Linked DNA regions of Mus musculus: region 1 is linked to region 2. The links are chromatin contacts, called in public promoter capture Hi-C maps. All regions are on one chromosome and are shown on one strand. The core of a region is the stretch at or near the end of the contact, and the rest is flanking DNA. Distances in the headings are between cores, read along the strand shown.

Region 1 (5,688 bases), core at 916-3,415, 320 kb after region 2:
TGTTTTCTCCACCTGTACCTCTGGTGGCACCAGCGTCTGCACATCTGTTACCTTACCGTTTAAGCAAGTGGAGAAAACCTCTTTTCTAGTGGCCAGGTTGCCAGAGGTAGCTATTCCAAGTTTGCACAGAGAACTGGTGGCTATGTGCTACTGTGGTTGGCAGAAGAGACAGATGTGTAAGGGTAAGAGGCATGTTCAAGCATGTCAATATGGAGAAAGACCTGGTCCTGCTAGATTTAACAAAGGTTCTTCCCTCTTATTGGACACAATAGATCATACCTCCAAATAGTTTGCTACTCAGATCAGTACTACATCCTGTAAAATACAAATTCCTGGGCTGCACTGTGGGACTGTGATTTTGTAGATTCAAAGGGGGCCTGTGAATCTACATTCTATATTTCCAAGGGAACTGCCATCATTAGCTTTCGTGGCTGCCTTGTTGTATAGGATTCTGAAGTCCTCATCTAGTCTGTGACTTCTATTGAAGAGGGGTGTTGGCAAGGCCACTGTGCTTGCTCATCATGCTGAGTCGTCTCCTGGAATTATTACCTATTTCTTTGTTTGTTTGTTTGTTTGTTTTTCCTGTATGTGAACTCTGCAAATGTGCTCTTCAACATAGACACACTGATTGATAGTAGTGCTGGCCTCTTCTGCCCAGAATTTAGCTTCCCCAAAAGAAAAGAGTTTGGGAAATAAAAGTGACTATAAAAGAAAGTACATGTTCTCACACACACATGTACACATATACATGAGTACACACGTGTGCACACACACACACATATTCAGTACATCTACAGGGCAGATGGCTGACTTCGGCATTATTCTGGACTGAAAATTACTCACATTGCCGCTATTATTGGCATCCAGTGCAGTACTTTGTGAAGAACTGCACTGGATGCTACCTGGAGAACCCACACTGGCCTGGAGGTTTGCGGTCTGGTGATGATTTAAAAGTGGGAGCAGGGCTCAGACGGGGAAGAAGCTCTTACTGGCTGCAAGGAATATTAGTGAAAGCTCCCAAGTCTACCTCTGCTCATCCCTGGCTCTTTCCCTCCCTAGCAGGCATCGAACCCTGGCTGCAGTCTCGAAGATTCCAGTGTGCTGGTCCTCCAGCTGGTGGAGGGCCAGGCTAACTTAGCCCTGCCCTGCTCCTCAGCTAGTTGGAATTAGGAGACTTTGCAATTTGGAAAGGAAAGTCTCAAATTTAGCCTCAGGCAGCTATGGAGCAAAGAGACAGCTCTTTCAAAAAGTCAGGATATGCTTGAGAAAGGGTAACTGCACGCGTGCACACATGTAATGAGCTTTGCGTCAGTATTTATTCTCGGTAGGACCTTGGTGACCGAACCCCTTGATGCTCAGTTTCCTCATCTATACAGCTAACTATACCCAACTCATGCGACTGGGATAAATTAACTGGATGGCTCATAGACTTGGCCCTTAAAAATGTTTTGCATCTGAAAATTCATCTCAATGTGGTATCGTGTTCTAGATCCACAGGCTTACCTCCTGGCTGTCAAAGACACACCATGGTCAGGAGCCTGAAACGTTTAGGGTAGGATAGGGAAATCCAACAGTCCCCTTTGCCATTGGTTCCTAGCCCTATGTCAAAAGGAGGAGACACAGAGGCCAAGCACAGGAGCCATCATTAGGACAAGAATCATGTCGCCAGCACAGCCGAGATGCACATAATTAGAAATTAGAAAAAGGTCAGATCCCGTTATTACCAGCTCAATCAGCTACCGAGTGCCACAGCCAGTTAATTTGGCATCTGTATTTTTTACAACCCCGCACACGTAGCCCAACGGACTGTAACTCTTTCTCCGGACAGATATACTGCGCAGCCAAGCAGGGACATAAAATGAGGGACCCCAAGCAAATGAGCTGAGATAATTGAGAGATTTATTTTTTATATATGTGTGTGTGAGGGCAGCTTTCCTTTGCCCTTGAATATTGACTTTCATAGATGAGATTGTCGGGAGGGCACTGGATTCCCCCAAATCTTTGCCCCTCTGAACACCCTCCTCCAGCCCCTCTCTGACCCTCCCCTGCTTTCTCCCACCTCTTGGGAAGCCCCGTTCTTCCTTCCCTCCCTGTAGCTCTTTGCCTGTCACACCCTCCCGTGCTCCTCACAGTCTCCCAGAGCCGCTTTTCCTGACAAGTCTCCATGGAAACAGCTGAGTCAGCTCTCCCAGTACCGCCCCAAATTTCTGAGAGAGGATCCAAGTTAGAGATTTCTGAGGGAGGGAATCCTGGAAGCTTGCTGCTCCACAGCGCCTCTACTGTGAGGAAAACGTAATTACAAAAAGGTTGGGGTTAGAAACCCAACCTTAGAAAGATGTCCACTCCCATCTCCTTTTACTCACAGCGATCCTCACGTCCATAGAAGAGAACCCTGGTCTTTGACTCCTGATTTTGTGCCTCTCCCACTGACACTCCGCCTCTCCCTGGTGACAATAAAGCCTTCACATAAGAGAATGAAACCAATATCTCCTTGGAGCCCCGACTAGGACCTTCCCCAGATCCATTTCGGGGGCAGCTTTCTATTCTCAGGTGGTTAAATCAGGAATCCCTGGTGACCCCTCTGGGATATAGTACAGTTCCTACACCATGCTTCTTTCTAACCTGGCCTCCAGATCCGACACCCTCCCTGGGCCTAGCAGCCTCTGACTGGCACTTGGTAAAGTTTGTAAAATTTGCAAGTTCCCCAAACCCCTTTGAAAGGTAAAAGCTTTTTGTTTTATAAAATCTGATTTACGGGCCCCCGGTGCAAGGCCAAGGTTTTATATATTATGCAAGATTTCAAACTAAGGCTGTAAAACGTACGGTTTCAGTTTCATGCATGGAATTTTTTTATGTGTAAATTTTTTAACATTTATGGGGCACGTTTTAATGAGACTCTGGTGTGGCTCCAGGGACAGATTATAGCTGCCTGACCGCAAAGCCAGTTCCAAAATGGGGCCTCCCAGGCCCCTGGGCCTACTCTGAAGAGGCAGGCCTGGAGGCCAGAGGCTAGGAGTGAGGAGTCACTTGAAGGAACCAGCTCAGAGCTGTAGGCCCACAGAGACCTCAGCAAGCCCTGATCTGAGAGTCACTCACCTTATCCTCCAGTCCAGGCTCTTGCCTAGAAGGGAGCTGAAAACCTCACAGACACCAGAAACAGCAAGAGAAATAAGCATATCAATGATGATGATAATTAACATTTATAGACCACTTACAGGTACCAGGTGCTATCCTAAGTTATTTGCATCTATTATCTTATTTAAAACTCACAAAGCTTAATATTAATATTAACAATATTATCCCCATTTTGCTGGAGGCACTTGCTTCAATTCTCAGACCACTTCCCCTTCTCAATTTCTCTCTCTCTCTCTCTCTCTCTCTTGCATACTGTCTGTGTGTGTGTGTGTGTGTGTGTGTGTGTGTGTGTGTGTGTGTGTGTGTGGTTTTATCTCTGGTGGCCTGGCTGCTACACTGGCTATCCAAACATCCCAGGGACCCTCTGTCTCCAGCCCTCCAGCACTGGGATTATAAGCACAGGCCACCACGCCCATCATTTTTATGTGAGTGCTGAGTATAGAACTCAAGTCCTAATGCTTGTGTAGCAAGCGATTTACCATCTGAACCATCTCTCCAGCCCTGCAGTCCTCATGTTAGGAAGTAAGATAACACATGGGATCATGCAACTATGAACAAAACAGAGCAGAGAACGAAGCTGTGAAATGCAGCTCCAACTCTAAACTCACATACACACACACACATACACACACACACATACACATACACACACACACACACATACACACACATACACATACACACACATACATACACATACACACATACACACACACACACATACACACACATACACATACACACATACACATACATGCACATACACACACATACACATACACACACATACACATACACATACACACACATACACACACATACACATACACACACATACACATACACACATACACACACACACAGAGAGAGAGAGAGAGAGAGAGAGAGAGAGAGAGAGAGAGATTTCTAGGAGAGGAGTCAGGTTTTGCTTTACTTCTTTTCTAACTACATTTCCTTCAATCCTCACCATGACTGAGAGCCCCTTTGTATTTATTTTGTGGTGTTGGAGGTCAACGGAGAACCTTGCATGTGCTAGGCAGGCACTTGCCACTGAGCTCAATCACCCCTTGACCAGTGTGTCACTATTATCTCATAGCTAAGGAAGTGAAAGTGCAGAGATTACGAATTGTTCTAAGTATGAGACAGAAACCTCTTAGCCTCCAAACCCATCTCCTTGAGTTCCCCACTCGTCTCCTCAGATTCTCGTTCAAGCCCAGCAGGGAGCTGTTATCCCCATTTAGTAGAGAGAGAAATCAAGGACCAAGAATACTGTAGCCAAGAAGTTACACCTTTAGTTGGGTTTGAAAAAAGTTTGTCTAACTGGAGAGGCTCAGCCTGTGATCTCTGGTTAGTCCCTCACTGCTTCTCCAAATTTTGACACCATCCAAGTGGAAGTGCCAGTCCTCGACACAAATGTGCTTTAACTTGCCATGCACGGTAGTTTCCATAAAATATCCATTTGTCTGGCAATCCTCCAGCCCCTGACATTCACCTTTCTTCTGTGTTCCCCTTTTTATTCTAGTGACCCGGCACTCCCAACTGGCCAAGCCAGGCTGGTGCAGGCTGAAAACATTCTTCATTATGGTTTAGCTTTGGCTGCTCCAGTGACCCCCAGGAAATGTCAGGCTCACACACTTTAGAAATGTGCATATATAAACTTCTTCCCTACAAGAGCACCTACCTTCCCAATCTGCAGAAAGAGAAAATGGAAGGAGCTTGCCCCCAAGGCAAGGAATGGAGCAGGCTATCTGATCTCCGAGCTCCTGTTCCCTTATCTTTAGCAGAGTGATGGATAATCTTGCCTGTATCCCTGAGGTGAAGAGACTCAAATAAGATAATGGGGAGAGAAGCCTTTTGCAAGCTGTAAACTGCTGTGTTTACAGATGTTTTGAGAGACAAGGAGTCGCCATCATCAAATGAAGAGGCCAAAACCTACAAGAGGGGCGACCATTTAGAAAAGAACTTGAAGCTGTGTGTGGCCATTGTGTGGGCATGAAGACAAGGATTTGACATTTATTAAACACCTGGGTTACATACCAGAAACGTTTACAAAAAGATCTTACTCAATATTCATAACAATTTTAAACTGTAGGTATTATCATAAATTACATAGATAAGGCTTATTCTCCAAAATGCCCAGGTAACAAATAATAAATTCAGGACATCACAGCATGCTGCTTTTTAGGAAATAAGTTGTCCCTGCCTTGGATACTTTCCTGGGACTGTGGGAGTATATGATACTGCAGTGTGAGGCTGCATCTTGATTTGCTGTTTTGAAAGGGCCATTTTCAAAGAAAGCAGACTTTTTATTTTGAAACAGAATGGGGAGAGAGAAGCTGACACACCGAAACCTGGGGAGTGGAAACTAAGGGCACACTCTTTACACTCAGTGGTGGTGTTCGATTAGTGGCATTCTGGCTGGCGAGATGGCTCAGCAGTTATGAGCATTCACTGCTCTTTCAGAGGACTTGAGTTTGGTTCCCAGCACCCACACTGGACAGCTCACAGCCACCTATATTCTAGTTCCAGGGGATCCAGTGCCCTCTTTTGGTC
Region 2 (6,203 bases), core at 498-2,997:
CGAATCCATAGGCAGCAAAGACTGTTTGAGCTCTGCTCCTTAGTACTTGTTGGCACATAATGGGGCATACATACTCTTACAGCCTCAGAGCACTTAGAGTAAGAGCTTATGAGCACCGTACAGTTCCAGCACTCAGCAGATGCAACTATGGAAGATACCAGCACACCTCTAGAAAAGCATGTGAAACAAACAGTGTGACTATCTTTCAAGTGGAGAGACAGCTGTCTTCCACTGCTGAAGTCTAGCTAGCACCACAGAAGCGCTGGCAATAGTCTCTCCATTCTTCCACTGATGTCTACTTACTGAATAACCTCGCATGGCTGCAGCTTCCTTGGTTCATTTGTATGGCAACCAGATCCTTCTCTTAGTCCTCTAGAAATCAGTAGCTGCCATTCTGAGGATGCCAGCTCACTCTGTGTGTCTTCTGTTTAATCAGGAGTGTTTGCCACCTGGGTTTGAAGTGCCCAGGGCAGATGAGAGCTTAAAGTCATGTTACCTATTTTGATACCCATGTATGCCCCACTTCACTAAATGGTAAAAAAGGGATGTGGAGTTTATTTATTTAGTGTGTGTATGTATGTCTATTTTATTTGGTACATTTGCCTGTGTATGCACATATGATGGCCAGAATAGGACCCTGAGTGTCTTCTGTCATTCTCCATTATTGTCTTACAACAGGGTTTCTTACTGAATAACAGACACTCGGTTTGGGGGGCTGGCTGGCTGGCCAGTGAGGCTTTCAAGCTCTACTTGTCTTCCTCTCCTAGTGCTGAGGTCAGTGGCCTGGGCAGCCATGCCTGCTTTTTTATGTGCATGCTGGAGATTCAAACTCCGGTTCTCATGCTTGCACAGGAAGTGCTCTTACTGAGCCATCTCCCTAGACCCTGTACTTAGGGATTTCACTGAATTGTACTACATGATACTCTTGGTTTCCAGCATTTTACACGACATGGCATTTGTGCCTCCTGCCTATTGCCTTCTCCTTCCTCTAATCCTTTACCCCTGCCCTTGACTTGTTGCCTTTATTTCTGGCACTAGACCCATACTCCCAACTGCTGGTATTATCCAAGGGTTTTATAACTCTGCTTACCCTTTTTCTGCTTGATACCAGGGCTGACAAGCCAAGCCCATTATCCTGAGTCCACTGTTTGGTGGAGTTGTTACTGCACCTCCTTGACCTTGCTCTGAATACTGGACACTCCTAAGAGTTAGGAGTGGGTGGGGTAAGGGCTAAACCCATTCCTATTTTATGTACTATTAAAAAGTTTACTTTTGAGGCGAATACTTTCCCTTTCCACCCTCAGTATTTTGCCCTTGGTTTCGTACACAAGAATCTCGTCGCAGCTTCTTTTTATAGGTGGAAATTTACTCTGAATCTTTAAGCTAGAGGCAGTCATTTTTATGAGCACGGAAGACCCTTGTAGCTCTTCACTGCCACCTGGCTGCGTGCCTGGAAAGTGGAGATTGGAGTATTGGCAACATAGTTAGTTACTGGCTAGTGGAGCTTTAGGAAAGCTCCAGCAGACTCAGTGAACTCAGATTCGTCTGAGCAAGCAGAACCAGAACCTGAGAGGTGGGTTTGGGGATCATTTTCCTCCCTGAGACACTTCCAGGGCTCCCAAAGAGAGCCCGCAGATCATGAGTCAGCGCGGTGGTCCCACTGCGTTCACTTACACAGAGCACCGGATTTGCTTTGTGTCAGGGCACAGAACTGCTCAAGACAGGTAGCACTGCAGGAAACCCAACGTCACACAGAGTTGATGACTTGTAGGACTGCTGTTTTCAGTTCCCCATCCCCTCGTGGGTAGTGAAATGGAAAAGCCCAGACAAGAAAGAGGAGCCCCAGGAAACTCAAGACTGCTGGTTTCTGACTAGGAGAGAAAGTTCGAGAAAACAGATGGCAGTACATAGAAAACAGTGGCTAGTGAGCACAGAGGGATAGCTAGGACTTGCACTCGGCGCGACCTAGAGGGCAGGCCGGTCATGTTCAAGGGGCGGAGGCTCTGGCCATGGGCCTGCCTGGGGCGGGCCAGTCGGCGGGGCATTTAAATCGCTGCCGCCGCTGGCCGGGACGCGCGCCGGCTCTGCACCCTCCATAGTCTCAGCTTCGAGTGCCGGCGCCTCAAGATGCGGTCCTCCCTGGCTCCTGGTGTCTGGTTCCTTCGCGCCTTCTCTAGGGACAGCTGGTGAGCAGGGCTGGGGAGGGAGGCTGCCAAGACGCGCAGAGACTTGCTCGGGCGGCGGATGTTTCTGCTTGTCCCTGGAGTGGGGGATGGGGTTCTAGTTCTATCTGGCAGGGCTCCTTCGGTGGCGCAGGCGTGGAAGTTTAGTAACACAGAACTATTAATTCCACATTAGCCCAGACTTCTGTCTAACCCCGGTGAAGAACAAACAGGGTGCCTAGGAGTCTTCATCCTTTTTGGTTTGCCACCCCGTATCTGCAAACACAAGCGCACAAGCGGGTACCTGTGGAGTGCCTCCAAGTCTTATCTGTGTATTTGGAGGATCCGGATTTGCCTTTGAGGAACCCAGGCCAAGAACTGGTAGAATATAAATGGAGCCAGAGAGCTTAAGGCCCCTATTGATTAGATTAGTTAACAAGCCAGAAATCACTGGTTCTATTAAGCCTGTCTGACCCTTCCAGTCTCAGGGATACCTAGCTAGGGCAAGATCTCTGGGATCAGAGCTGCAGCTGCTCCAACACTGGGTGGTCACCCTTAAAAGCATGAGCTGGCATTGACAGCAGCTGCTCCCAGGACCACAAGGTCACCCTTGTGCTGGGAGAAGAGGTTTTAGCCAATCTCCATTGAGCTTTTGGAGCAGTGTACTTGGTCTGCAAGAGGTGGGGAAGGAAGAGTGTTAAAACATTTTGTTAGTTACCGTCATTTATAAACTATAAAACTTAACAAAATAGCCAGTTGCTGGCTTCTAAAAAAAACAAAACAAAAACAAAACAGATGACACAGCAATCTCAAATCTAAATTCTCAAACTAAACTAAGGGTCAGATTGGGCAGATACTTAGTCATCAATTTGGCCTGGTTTTAAAATAAGTCATTTTGTTTCAAGGTCTCTCAGGCTAATAATCATCTAAAACATTCTTTAGATGGTTTATGTGGTCCTTTCTACATTTGGAACTATTAAACAGTTTTATGTTTTCAGAAAGAGAGAAAATGTCTCTCAAAAGGAGATGAACACGAGAGTGAGAGCGTGTACTGCCCTCATAATGAAGGAGCTAGAAGATGTCATAATTGGGTAGAAAGAGAATTCAAGGGGAGGGGAGAGTTGCCGTAAGGTGGATGTGGATGGTAGCGATGGGCGCACAGTACACTTGCTGTCCCTGACTTTAGCTGCCCTGACTTTACATTTAAAGGTGGTTGAGATGATAAGGTTTTGTGCTATGTATATTTTACCACAATTTTAAAAAGCATAATATAAATAAGCTCATTTATACATTAAGACTCTTGAAGCTGTCTCACTAGTGGACATATTTTATATGACTTATCAATTAGCTGCAACTTCAGAGACTAAAATTGCTCAATGTCAAGAAAAACTAAAATCAGGATAAATGACAGACTAGAGTCAGATAATCTGGAAAGTTTTCTCTCTGTAAAACATCCTTTTCTTTGTAGACTCCATTTCAGGTTTGTTTTTTTTTAATCTCTAAGAAAAAATTTTGATCACACAATAAAGTGGGTCTCCTTAGATCTAATCTCATGGTTTACTTATGTACAGCAAAAACATTAATTAACCAAATAGGTCATGATCAGTGCTCTTGGGAGTTTTCATAAGGAATCTTTTTAAGAAAAATTTAAGGTGTGTGTCCGTCCCCGTCCTTTGGCAGTGGTGGTGCATGTGTGTCTCTGTGAGGCCAGAAGTCAACCTCAGATGTCTGCCTTCAGCAGCCATCCATCTTAGTTTTTGAGACAGAGTTTCTTACTGGGACCCGGAACTTACCAGCGAGTTCCACGGAGCTTTAAGTAGCTCCAGCCTGTCTCTGCCTTCCCAGGCCTGGGGGCACAGATGCAGCCGCCACCTTGTCAGGCCTTAAGGTGGGCGCTGAGGATGATGCTCAGCTTGTGCAGCAAGTGCTCTGCCGACTGAGCTTGCCCCATTCTTTCTTTTTTTTTTTTTTTTTTTTTTTTTCTGTTATGGAAAAAGTGTTTATTTTGAAATTATTTTAATTGAGAAGTAGAAAACCTCATAGGAAGGAGGAAGAAACAAAACACCACACAGCATTCAGGCAACGCTTTACTTCATGCCCTTTCCCCCGCTCTGGCTCACTCGTCCCATGATGAGAAGGACTCAGCCACCCACAATAATGTTATTAATGGGTATATGGATCAGTTTCACGAAGAAGCCAATGAATCCCATGATAGCAAATCCTATAGCTGTAGCCATGGCAATCTTCTGGAATTCTTTTCTGTCGGGTTTGGTGCATCTTTTAACCAGCCGAATTGAGTCCTTTACAAACTGCCGGCTGGGCTCCACAAACTGCATTACCTGATCCATGTTTGTTGGATGGCGGATTGAGAGCGTAGAGACACGTAGCTCAGGAGAGAACCCTCCCCATTCTTTCATAAGTAGCCGTGCATTGTTTTTTTAAAAATAGATATTTTACTATTTACTGCCCTGAGATAAGATGCCAAGATTTACCAGATTTTACCTGCTATAGATTTGGGCAGATTCCTCTTTCTTTACACCCCCCCCCCCAAATATCATAAGGCTTTTAGATCTGAAAAACTGACTGACATCTTCTACCTGTAAGACAGGGAACTCAGAAAACCACTTTCCTTGGAGTGATCTATTAGTATTGACTCCATACAATGAACCTCAGTCTCTTCAAAGGGGCTGATATAGTTGATATTAAATAGACATCCTGGTCTACTACAACATCCAGGCAAGGCCCTGGTTACATAATCAGTTCTAAATAGGCTCTTGTTAAAAAAAAAAGAAGATATTCTTATTGAAAGTTTACAAGTAGCCATATCACCCTGGAAAACAAGAAGACTCACTGAAAGTTTCTGCATTCTGAGGAGTTCAGTTTAAACAAAACAAAACACAACACAATGCCTATTAAACTGTCATGGGTTATGGATCACCTAAGAGGAAAGAAAAAGGTCTTCCTTATACTGGCATCCTGAAAAGGGAGCACTGCAATAACATTTCAAGTATAAGTGACAGTCATTGGTAGTTCACTTATTCCTGTGTGATTAGTGCTGGTCCTGCACATCCTGGCTTCGCAATCTCTGGAACACAGTTTCTCAGGAAGAGCAGAAGAGTCTCCCTAACTGTCCACTACTGTGTACTTACAGTTGTCCAAGTGGGGCTGTCAGAAGAGTAAGTACTCAATTTATAGTGAACAAGCACATGTTCTAGAGAGGAAAAACTCTTAGATACAACATACAAAAAAAATCTCAGATGGGCTGAAGAGATGCCTCATTTATTAAGAGCACTGGCTGTTCTTCCAGAGGACCCAGGATCTGTTCCCAGCAACCACATAGCAGCTCACAGCCATCTGTCATCTAGTTCCAGGGGATTTGATACCCTCTAACCCAATGGGAGCTAAACATGCAAGTGGTGCACATACATGCAGGCAAACACTCAAACACATAAAATAAAAATAAATACATCCCTAAAGAAATTTGAAACTCACTCATATAATATGCAAAGACTATAAACAAAAGAGTAAGTTTGGGGTAGTTCCCTAAGCAGCTGATTTGTAGGGAAGGATCAGTGGTCTGGGAAGTTGCTGTATTTCAAGTTAAAGAAATAGAGTTGCAACCTATGTTAACATTTTGGCCGGTAGCTGAAATTATGGCAGACAACTCTGCATGTTGCCATGAGGTAAAGCAACATCAGGATCAGTGGAAACACGTGGCTAGGCCTGTAATTGTCTGACTCTCAGAAAGCTGAGGCAGGAGGATTGTGAATTCAAAGCCAACTTGGGCAAGTAGAGGGACCCTGTTTCAAAATAGAAAATAAAGAAAGGCTGATGTTGCAGTTTACTGGTAGAGCACTTGCCTAAAACACGCAGGACCCTAGTCTCAATCCCCAAATACCACAACACAACACCACCACCAACAACAACCAAACATGGACAGAGACCGCATTCCAAAATCTTTGTAATTTATCATACAGAAATTTCTGAACTATTACAAATGATGGCATTTTATCTATATGAGTTTAATGTGGAGAAAACTAC

The links. Promoter capture Hi-C pulls out the DNA fragments that hold promoters and counts their contacts.
Region 1: a promoter capture Hi-C map of second pharyngeal arch cranial neural crest shows a contact between it and region 2. The contact joins the enhancer-like site here to the promoter of Slc37a2 in region 2. A contact is called at or near these places in 13 of 39 promoter capture datasets (the 3T3-L1 cell line, 3T3-L1-derived adipocytes, the C10 cell line and 8 more), 7 of 115 datasets of contacts at active chromatin or transcription factors (double positive thymocytes, embryonic basal ganglia, embryonic stem cells and 2 more) and 3 of 9 other capture datasets (adipose tissue, liver and pancreatic islet).

Annotation. Positions count from the first base shown.
Region 1 is chr9:36,930,423-36,936,110 of GRCm38.p6, reverse strand. The region is part of intron 6 of Pknox2 (Pbx/knotted 1 homeobox 2); the gene reads left to right. Among named protein-coding and RNA genes, the nearest start is that of Gm34652, 41 kb to the left of the region's middle. Within about 2 kb of position 2,165, at least 96 of the 459 cell types and tissues checked have an H3K27ac peak or open chromatin away from gene starts, as enhancers often do. A contact at or near this core is called in embryonic basal ganglia and second pharyngeal arch cranial neural crest, where this site is marked.
Region 2 is chr9:37,251,282-37,257,484 of GRCm38.p6, reverse strand. Slc37a2 (solute carrier family 37 (glycerol-3-phosphate transporter), member 2) reads left to right here and starts at 1,747. Exons shown (of 19, transcript NM_001145960.1): 1 at 1,747-2,186. The coding sequence starts at 2,128. It also overlaps the pseudogene Gm10177.